3 separate regions of the Mus musculus genome follow, and regions 2 and 3 are each linked to region 1. A link is a contact called in public Hi-C data. All regions are on one chromosome and are shown on one strand. Each heading gives the region's core, a stretch centred on a gene start, on an enhancer-like site or on the middle of the called end of the contact. The rest is flanking DNA. Distances are from core to core; before and after follow the strand shown. Region 1 overlaps Npas3 (neuronal PAS domain protein 3). Region 2 overlaps Npas3 (neuronal PAS domain protein 3). Region 3 overlaps Npas3 (neuronal PAS domain protein 3).

Region 1 (3,171 bases), core at 267-2,766:
GATAGGCTCTTTTCTTTGCTAAATGCATAGGCATCACCTGCACAGTAGCTTGCTCCGATAAATAAAATAAATGTGCTCACTCGTTGCCCTGCTCTGTGTCTGTTGGGGCTCATCCTCCTTCCACCTGTAGAATGTAGAGTAACCCTGCTTCCCAACCATGGGACAACCAGCTAGAAGGGAAGGCTCCTCTCCCCGAGCTAGGCCACTGCTCTCACTGCTCTCCACTGCAGCACCATTAATGCTAATATTAAGAGTGGCAGTACAATAAAACTAGTCACCCCCAAAGGAACTCCTAGTCCTGTGCCGTTCCACCAAGCTCTAAAGCCATGGTTTCAAAGCGTTGCTGCCAGTCCCTGGGGCTTACAGCCCAGTTCCTATAGGAGCTGGCACCATCAAAAGAGCAGTGTGGCTCTGTGGCGCTTTTCCCGCTCAGCCCTCCATTTTCACAAGGGCCAATCAATAGTTCTTGATCTCCAATTTTGTGCGAAAACTCTGTTTGTGCTGAGCCCCGCTGGCAGCCACTTCGTTGCCAGCTCCCTCTTCCTGAAACAAAAGGAATGTGTTCTTCCTTTCAACAGGATGGAACTTCTGAACACATTTATTTTCTTCAATTCATGAAGAACCAGCTAGGGTTGGAGGGTTTCTGCAGTTCCTTGTGTGACTTGGAGAATGTGGATGTATGGGAAAGGCATTTCTAGCGTTGTCAAAATTATATTTGTTCCTAAACAAATGGAGTCTCTTTGCCTTCTTACCTCAGAGGCTTAAGTTGGCGTCTTCCCAAGCACAACCTTTTGGATAATAAATTCTTTCTGAAAGGAAGCACAGAGCCCGTTTGATGTTATAAATAGTGTATATAGTGGAAGGGAACGGGCCTGTAATCGCAGCACAAGGCCTGCACAATGTCTGTGGGATAAAGTGAGTCTTATTCTCTGCTCAACACTTGGGAACTTCCATTTGAAGATATATCTTAATGACCATTTTAGTAAGTCGAGGGATTTGTTTTGTTTTACCTTTTTGCTACTAATCTATTTATACTCTCTGATCTGTGGATACACATCTATGACTACAGCCAGCAGACATTTAGAGATGATTCCGTCATCTGCGGCTATCATGGGGCCACTGAGCAGGCTGCTGTGAGGCAAATTACAGGCTGAGATAAGTTCTGGAAAAGAGTAAGATCCTGTGTTCTGTGGAATTCCTAGAGAAATTCCTAAAGGAGATTTCGTTCATACCCTTCCCCTAACTTTGTCCCTCTCAATTCCTCCCTTCAGCCGGTCTCCCTCCTTCCCTATGTCCATTCAAACGCCCACCTCAGAAGAGTCACTTCTGACCAGCTTCTTTGCCCCTGTGGCCTGTTCCCTCAGGTCTCATGCTCTGATTTTGGCAGGCATTTAAAGCCCTGAAAACACGGAGCTCACTCTGTCCCTGTGGCAGTGAGACCCGGCACATCAGTGCATGTCACGGAGGTGTCAGCCCTCTACATCATAACTGCAGTTCATTTCTCAGGCTGACAGTGACGCTCCTCATGAGTAAGGATTAGAACGGGCACACTTCCAGATCGTAATTACATCAGGCAGGAGGGTGAGCAACAGCGGTCTCCCCCGCTTTGGGGGAAAGAAGGGGTGGGAAAGGAGAGGGAGGAGCGATGCTGAATTTGGCCATCTAGTGCCTCATGTGTCCCGTTTATCAAGAGATAATAGGATTAAGCTAAGCTATGGGACTTCTCTGGCTAATGCTGTCTTCAGCAGGGGTCTAATAAGGATAGATATAATTGGGTAAATGGCGAGTAAGAATGAGAAAGTACCGAGTATAAGCACAATGCTTAGGAATAAGTTATGACAAATTGGATTTTGTCCAATCTCTACGGACTTGGTTAAAAGTCTTGCATCATACACTGAATTATAAGGGGTAGCATATAGGTCTGTCTGTCTTGTGCACAATTTGGCTTCTTTGCTGCTCTTATCAGAAAACATCCAATCAGGTCAGCCCAGGTCTATCCACACCACTCACCCGAAGCCAAGAAGGAACATCCAAATGGGGTTAAAGAAACAGAGTAAATTAAGTGTCTAAAAACAAATGTGATAGAAATTAAAGTTGGTTTCCCTGACCCTTGCCCATTTACAGAATTTACCCCATTAACAGCCGAGAATTTATTTCCACTTTCTTCACCTCTCTGAGAAGAAAGCAAACATACAACACAGCCCCAAAGGAGTAATTAATTAGATCATTTGCTGACACGGATTTGAATAGTTTATTTAAATACAATTCTGTTATTTATTTATTTTACACCATTATGCAAGAGGTTGAAACTCCTGTTCTCATTTGCACTTAGCAAGAAGCTCTGAAAAAAAAATATCACAGTGAAGGAAATAAACAAAGAGCCGTTGATCAAAGGGCCACGCTGAGAGAGGCATGAAAGAAACGTCACTGGGACGCGTGTTACAGTCTTTTAAAAAAATCAAGGGTGGGTTGAGTTGGGGAGTGAGAGGGAGGACGTGACTGTTTGTTTCCTACTCCCATGGGCATAGCCTAACACACATAATTGGCTCATTGATAAGATGCCATATCAAAAGGTGGGCAAGGAAGTCTGTAGCAAGCAGGAGGATGGGTAAGGGTTGTGATGAGTACACAGAACGGCACAGGGATGGAGACAGCTTTTGAATCCTGGCTGTGGAGAACTCACAAACCCAAGAATCAATTAAAAAATAATAACTGTCCAACCTCTCGGAGACTAAAAGTTATAAAGTCTTCCCCCAAATGAAAGTATCTTTTCAAAGGCTGCAGATTCCTTCACCGTGAGTGACTGTCCTGTGTCCTCTAGAGTCCTTTCTGGAAGAATAAATGGAGCGGCAGTAGGGTAGCAGTGTGCCTTGTATACCTTAGGATGAGAGAGTGGTCTGTGGGCATTTAAATATTTTCAACCAATTTGATTTTTAAGGAAATCCAAAACGCAACAGTCATTTATGCCTAAGCCTTATTCCCCGAGGGGTTATAAGATAACTCTGACCAGTATGACTCTAGAACACACAAGCATTTCTCCTCGATACTGTTATCCTATGCAGTTCTAAGACCAGAGCAGTTGAAGAACTAGAAAGACACCAAGGTGGCATTACGAGCTATAGTAGAGAGGACATAACACTCTGGGTCATTATAACAGAGCTAAGGCCAGTG
Region 2 (3,171 bases), core at 207-2,706, 210 kb after region 1:
AAGCCTCTCTCCCAGGAGCTATTTTCTCTGCCTGTGTCTAAGCTTACAGTCATGTTTCTTTTTGTAATGATACGCTCACAGACGGGTCTTTCCCTGGCTTTAGAATGCCATGTTTTTCTTTCATTTCAAGCTTCTGAAACCAACTACTACGGCCTATTAGGGTCCACAGCCCTCCAACTTGAGAATGCAGGAGACTTGTCCAAAATGAAAATCTTATCATGCCCCCTGGGTATCCATAGACATGGTGACACCATTGAAGCTTTTCTGAGATTTCTATATCATCTAACTAAACCTGAGTCTGGTGTATTGGTATACAATGTTTTTGCTAGAATTCTAATCTAAATTTGCCCTTTGGCAGCTTGGAGTCACATAGCCAGAAACTAGAGGGCACCTGGGATAATCTGGGAAAGCAGATGAACTTTGTCTTTGATCGGGGTGATCAGTACATAAGATGAGAAACACTTAGTTCTCCAGATTAGAACAGCAGGCCTTCATTTTTTGACATATACATTAATTATAAAGGATGGGAGGAAATGGGAGGCAATAAGATTATGGCACCAATTTAAACCAAATTTAAGTCCTTTAAAACCACCATTAAACAAGAAGCAACCCCATTCTCCAAAAATAACTCAATCAGAATCTTTACATGGTGTTGTCACAGGGTGATGGGAAAATAAACTAAGACTCCTAACAATTGTGGGAAAGCCTACCTTTGAATCCCAAGTTACTGCTAGCCACAACAGCTTCATGGTATCCGTCAGTGCACCACAAAACCATAGATTTTATAAAAGAAACTCACAAGATCAATAGTCCAAGCAGGGATGAGGGAGGGGCTCACAAAACCCCTCCTTTAATTAAAGAGCTAGTGGCTATTGGTGGCTGATAGAGGAAAGAAAGCTCAGCTTTCTTCAGGGATATGGACTGTGGGTGGTAGCCCATGCTCCAGTGGATGTCTCTATACCCATGAACGTATAGGAAACACTAACCAGACTAAGTAGGTTACTTTAAAAATATAATAAAAGGACATGAAGGTAAGGGGAGGAATCTTTGAAGGGGTAAATATGATCAAAATATATCATATATATACATATATATATATGTTTCTTCTGTGTCCCAATTAGATATGGACTTTAATATATGGCTGAATTAATGGTAGCACATGATACTTGAAAGAGAGAGAGTGTTGCTTTTCAGATTTTGGGCTAAGAGCACATAAATGAGAAATGTTTAGATACACTAAATAATCTGGTAAATACTTGTGTAGTCCTCACATGGTAGGGTGATTGGCCACCCTCGGTCTTGTGACTTCAATGTGTCACTGAAATGGGTAGATTATGACTGGTGACTTAAAAGACCCTCCTATTCTGGGAGAACTCTCTATACTTCTATTCTTTAAGAAGAATGCCTCTGCTGTGCTAAGTGATCTGAGGGTCTCGCCATTTACAAAGCCCCCTGTTCAGCCAGGTAGGCTCCCTGTGACGAGCTGGGACAGACCCTGCCCTGGAGCATCCAGGGCTCTAGTGAAGCACTGGCAAACCCAAATTATAATCCCAGCCAGGAGAGAACTGCAAGGCACCAAGGAACATTGATAGGATGACACCAGACTTTCCAAAATAGAGGCAAATATTTCAGCATTTTCATTCTCACTTTGTCCCAGAAGTTAGACTATAATAGTCCCTTTGAAATCATATTATTCATATATGACTTTTGGTCACCAACTGGATGATTTGTGTGCTCTTTTGAAGGGAAGGGTTAAGCCTTGGCTATATCGGCCTTCTCTCAGTAGACAACATCATAGTCAAGCTGGTTTCTGTCCAACCCTCAGAAGGTCTGTGGGTAGTACAGGTGACTTCCATTGTGGAATAATGTTATGCACCCCAAAAGGCACATTTTTTCATTCTTTTCTCCATGCTAAGTGTTCAGACCCACCTTGCTTTGTCTGGTCATTCTGAGTTAGCAATACCTTCCCCAAGACACTAGCTTTCAATTCTTCTACGTGACTTCTTTTTCTCAGGCAGGTTTCTCAAAGAAACTATATGTATTCCAGTAGAACTTCAAGAAAGAAGGTTTATAAAACTATCCACCATAACTTGCTGTTGTAAAAATGAATAGAGTTGATCTATAGTCAAGAATGACCTATAATCAATAATGAGGATTTACTAGATAAGTCAGTTATGCCATCAATCTAAAATACTATGCTGCCATTAAAAAGAGTGGCAAATGTGTGTGTGTGTGTGTGTGTGTTTTAAAACATAACATTTCCCAAGCAATAGGTGAGAGAAGGGCAAAGGGCATTACAGTTTATGTGCATTGCTGTCACTTGTGCACAGATAGAAAATATCTACTGACATCCATCATGGCTGACACAACGTGCACCCATCTTCATACATCCAGAAACACTGGGCCAGAGCTTGCCTCTGGGAGAGATTTGGAGTTAGAATGGGGAGGGAGATTTGTTTTCTCTCTATTCCCTTGGTACTATTTGAAATTTCTTGAATGTCACAGACCGTGTGTTAACTTTTATGAACATTTTAATTGTTAGAAGATATGAACATCTAAAAGCCAGTAATATATATTTAAGATAAATACCATCAATTAGAATCAAGTACGCATACAAAAGAAATCCTCCTAAAATTATTCTTTCATGTTCACCACATCCTTTTGTGATGGAAACGTCCCTGTTGAGTTAGAAATTCACGTTTATAATACACCCTGCATTTCCCTAACTGAACAAGAAGGGCTTAGAAAATAAATGAATTCCACAGGATCACCAAGCAGTCAGCCCCCACTGTACCCCCACAGCCTTGCAGACTGGATAGATGTCAGAAATGCAGCTGCCTTCATGGAGGAGGAGAAAGAACGAGAAATAAGCATATCCCCTGGCAACAAATAGTGCTTCCTGTGAAGTGGGCATGCCTAGCACATTCCATGCTGAAGTGTTTCACCTCAGCCAGAGTAATTAGAACTATAATTCAGATCTGGGATTCTTCTCCCCACCCCACCCCTCCACCCCTGAGGTTCTACAGCCTATGAAGTCAGCAGAACAGGGTTATTAAATCATAGCCTACTACTGAGTCAAAGAGGGCTTTCTAAATGTAGAAGGCAGGGAAGGGAGCTGGGAGCACCCGCCGAGCAGTCCCGTGGGTGAGGCGATGAACCTATCCACGGCCC
Region 3 (3,171 bases), core at 250-2,749, 140 kb after region 1:
TTAGTGACAAAAACTACCTTTTTGTGTGGCACTTTGCCCTGACTTTTGTAGTTTTAATGGGACTCCGTTTCTCAGGAGCACCGGTCCCTGGTGAGCCGGAGAGAGATCCCGTTTTCTTTTGCCCAAGAAGCCCCAGAAGAAGTGCGGCTGTTACCAATTTCCCACTCTTCGTTCCTTCAGTGTTTCCCATCTCTCAACTCAACCTCCAGGGATGAAGACATTAGCTACTTTCTGCAGCTTATTTACTCCCTGACACTTTACTTCAGCCTGCCAAACTCAGGGGCCAGCTGTGGTCTTGACTTTGTAAACTCGACTGATCCACTGGGAGATAAACCAGAAAGTAGATGGGTTTTGTAGCAGCCACTAAACCCTGGCAGGGCGAAGTGGCATATGTTTCATATGAACTAATAGAACAGGGCTCTACTGCCTCAGCCTTCTGAAAGTGGTTCTTGGCATTTTTTTTTAAATGAGCAAATTTATATTCATGTGGCCATCAGCCAAGGTCCAAATCAGGGCAGTGCCTTACAGAGCACTCTGGAAGTGGAAAGGCGGCAGGGAGGAAGAGAGAAAGTGACTTCAGAAGACCAGAGTGGTTCCGAGCTTAGCAGTTGTCATGGCCTGGCTGGAATTACGCTCTTCCTGGTTCTGCGCAGTCTCCCTGAAAGCCGTGGTGAGGGAGATGCTTCCTCAGTTCCAAGCAATTGCACCACTGAGGAGAGGCACCCGGGCTTTTCCTGCCCCCGAAGTCTCACTCAGCGCTGAGGGCTGAGGTTAAAGCAACCCTTTAAAACCCGGAACTATTTTTGTTCAGGTACGTGGTATGATTTGCTGGTGGTGACAACTGATCTGACAATGACCAGTGATTTAGGCCTACCTCTAATAAGTGAATTAATCTGAGCTAAAACATAGCGATCTGTCATGTTTCGAGATACCTCAACATCTGGCTGCCTTGTCCCCTGTCAGCTGAGTTTGTCCTGTGCAGATCTTCTGTCAAGTGAGGAAAAGAACCGTGGGTAGAAAATTACATGGCAGGTTTAGAGTTAGTGATGAATTTTCCTCCCAACGTGCCAGCTGTGCCCGCAACACTATTTTTTATGGCATTAATCAAATATCTCGCCTGCAGCACCTTCACTTTCCCAAAGGCTAAAAAATGAATCTGTCAAAAAATTTCACTGGGATTTGCCAACAGCTTTTCTAAGCTCAAACGCTAGTCCAGGCACCTTAGAAGTTTGAGTAAGGCTTTTAGGGATAGCCTTGGGGAGTTAAAAGCTATATAGGGTAATTTTCCTTTACACTAAACAAAACAAAACAAAACAAAACAAAAATCGAAACCTCCATTGCAGCTAGGGTGATCAAGTCTGGAAAAGGGCCAGCCACTCAAGCATTATTAATGCATTCCATTTACTGACTCATAGCAAAGGACTCTTTCTTTAAGTTCGAATTTTGAAGCCAGAAAGGTACAAAAGCAATCAAAGGCTATGGAATGAAGTCATCGTTGGCCCATCCAGAAAGAAGAGCCCATATTAGGAAGAAACAGAACAAGCCACATTCCCACATCCCCACCAAGCTGCCCACAGTTGAAAGCATTTGCTGGGACTCGGAACTGAGAATCTGAGGAGATTTTACTACATGTTTCTTTTGCTATCTCTTTTGAAAATAAACATGGCGCATTTATTTGGGGCCCGTCAGAAATCAGATGTCCTCTTGTTTTGCAGAATTAATAGAGATTTTATCTGACTACTGATAACCCAAGATTTACCCTGAATGAGTGAGTGGAAGTTCATGTTGGCTTACCTGAAGTGTGTGTTAAATCCTAGACTCAAAGCCTGTGTCCGATTCCACATCCTGGGAAGGTGATCTTACAGACACCTCTACCCCTTTGATTATTGCTTACAAGGCAAAGGCAGATTTTTTTTTCTTGCCGTATGGGTAAAGCGAGAGGTATCTAAATGTCTTTATCTTTTCACTTCCATGTAACATCTTTAATATTACTAAGCACTTAAAGGAAAAATGGGTGAGACACCCTCTCTCCACTAGTAACTGAGTCATATCGATGAACTAAGAATAGTAGACACTCAATAGATGTCAGTGGAATAAATGAAGTCTTTGGATAGGAAACGGAGAGAAATAAAGGACAGAAACTAGACCACCCATTCGGAGCAGAGAGCCAGTCTGTACATGTTTGCTGCACTTTCATCTCATGGGCATCTCGATCCCCACTCAACATATTTTACTAAAAGGTTTCCCTGCAGTTAAAATCAGTGGATTTGCCACAGTTTCTAGAAGCTATTTAAGTGTGGCAGGATCTTGAGGGGGGTTACTTTTCTACTGAGTGCAATCTGGATTAGTGCAACTTTGAAGGGCAAATCAGACCTTCCACAACTGAAGGAAGTTCACAGAGGTCTAAAACAATGGTTCCCGACCTGTGGGTTGTGACCCCCTGGAAAACGTCTATCTCCAAAAGCATTTTCATTATGATTCACAATACTAGCAAAGTTATGAAGTGCTTCTCTGTTCCACTGGACATCGTGCCCTTTGATTAATAACCATTATCTGAAACCTTTAGGCTCAGTTTTTTAACTGCTTCTAAATGTTTAGAGTCAGGAAGCTCATAGTTCTCCTTCCTTAGACTCAGCCTTCAGTCTTTGTCTTTTGTGAATCAGTAAATTAGCTCTATAGATTATTTGAAATTTTTCATATTTGCTAACATTTTGATCTGCCACCTGTAGATGATCAGTTACAATGAAAATTTATCATGAAATTCAATGCCTACTACATTGGCTTGTACCTTTGGATTTTGGGTCATATTATAAAACTCATTACTAGAAGCATTTCTGTGTTCCTGACATAGATTAGAAGCCTAGCCTGATATTGCTTGTCTTTGAATGTATACTTAATGTATATGAAATAAGACAAGACTGGGATGATTAAAAAAGAAACAAAGAGTACCTCAATTAAATGTACTTTAGCATTCTAAAGTAATTTCTTTTAGTAATAGAAAGTGACAAAAGTTTAATTAGTCCAAACAAATGTGTGTTTGCATGTGTGTACTGATATGTTGTATGTGTATGAATTTGAAATTTGGAAGCTACTGTGTGTGTGTGTGTGTGTGTGTGACACACATGTACACATATCAATAGAGCTCTGTCTACAGCTTGCAGCACTCATATA

What was found. A called contact is a pair of places that touch in the nucleus more often than the background predicts.
Region 2: a Hi-C map of the N1E-115 cell line shows a contact between it and region 1, with 4 times the contacts expected there. The contact joins two enhancer-like sites. A contact is called at or near these places in 1 of 484 Hi-C or Micro-C datasets (the N1E-115 cell line) and 1 of 115 datasets of contacts at active chromatin or transcription factors (a beta-TC-6 cell line).
Region 3: a contact with region 1 is called in a Hi-C map of the N1E-115 cell line, with 2.3 times the contacts expected there. The contact joins two enhancer-like sites. A contact is called at or near these places in 2 of 484 Hi-C or Micro-C datasets (the N1E-115 cell line and nephron progenitors) and 1 of 9 other capture datasets (embryonic tail).

The regions. Positions count from the first base shown.
Region 1 is chr12:53,752,030-53,755,200 of GRCm38.p6, forward strand. All of the region lies in intron 4 of Npas3 (neuronal PAS domain protein 3), which reads left to right. Among named protein-coding and RNA genes, the nearest start is that of Gm35614, 78 kb to the right of the region's middle. Within about 2 kb of position 1,517, at least 25 of the 459 cell types and tissues checked have an H3K27ac peak or open chromatin away from gene starts, as enhancers often do. A contact at or near this core is called in the N1E-115 cell line, where this site is marked.
Region 2 is chr12:53,965,930-53,969,100 of GRCm38.p6, forward strand. The region is part of intron 6 of Npas3 (neuronal PAS domain protein 3); the gene reads left to right. Among named protein-coding and RNA genes, the nearest start is that of Gm35614, 140 kb to the left of the region's middle. Within about 2 kb of position 1,457, at least 3 of the 459 cell types and tissues checked have an H3K27ac peak or open chromatin away from gene starts, as enhancers often do. A contact at or near this core is called in the N1E-115 cell line, where this site is marked.
Region 3 is chr12:53,887,377-53,890,547 of GRCm38.p6, forward strand. All of the region lies in intron 5 of Npas3 (neuronal PAS domain protein 3), which reads left to right. Among named protein-coding and RNA genes, the nearest start is that of Gm35614, 57 kb to the left of the region's middle. Within about 2 kb of position 1,500, at least 26 of the 459 cell types and tissues checked have an H3K27ac peak or open chromatin away from gene starts, as enhancers often do. A contact at or near this core is called in the N1E-115 cell line, where this site is marked.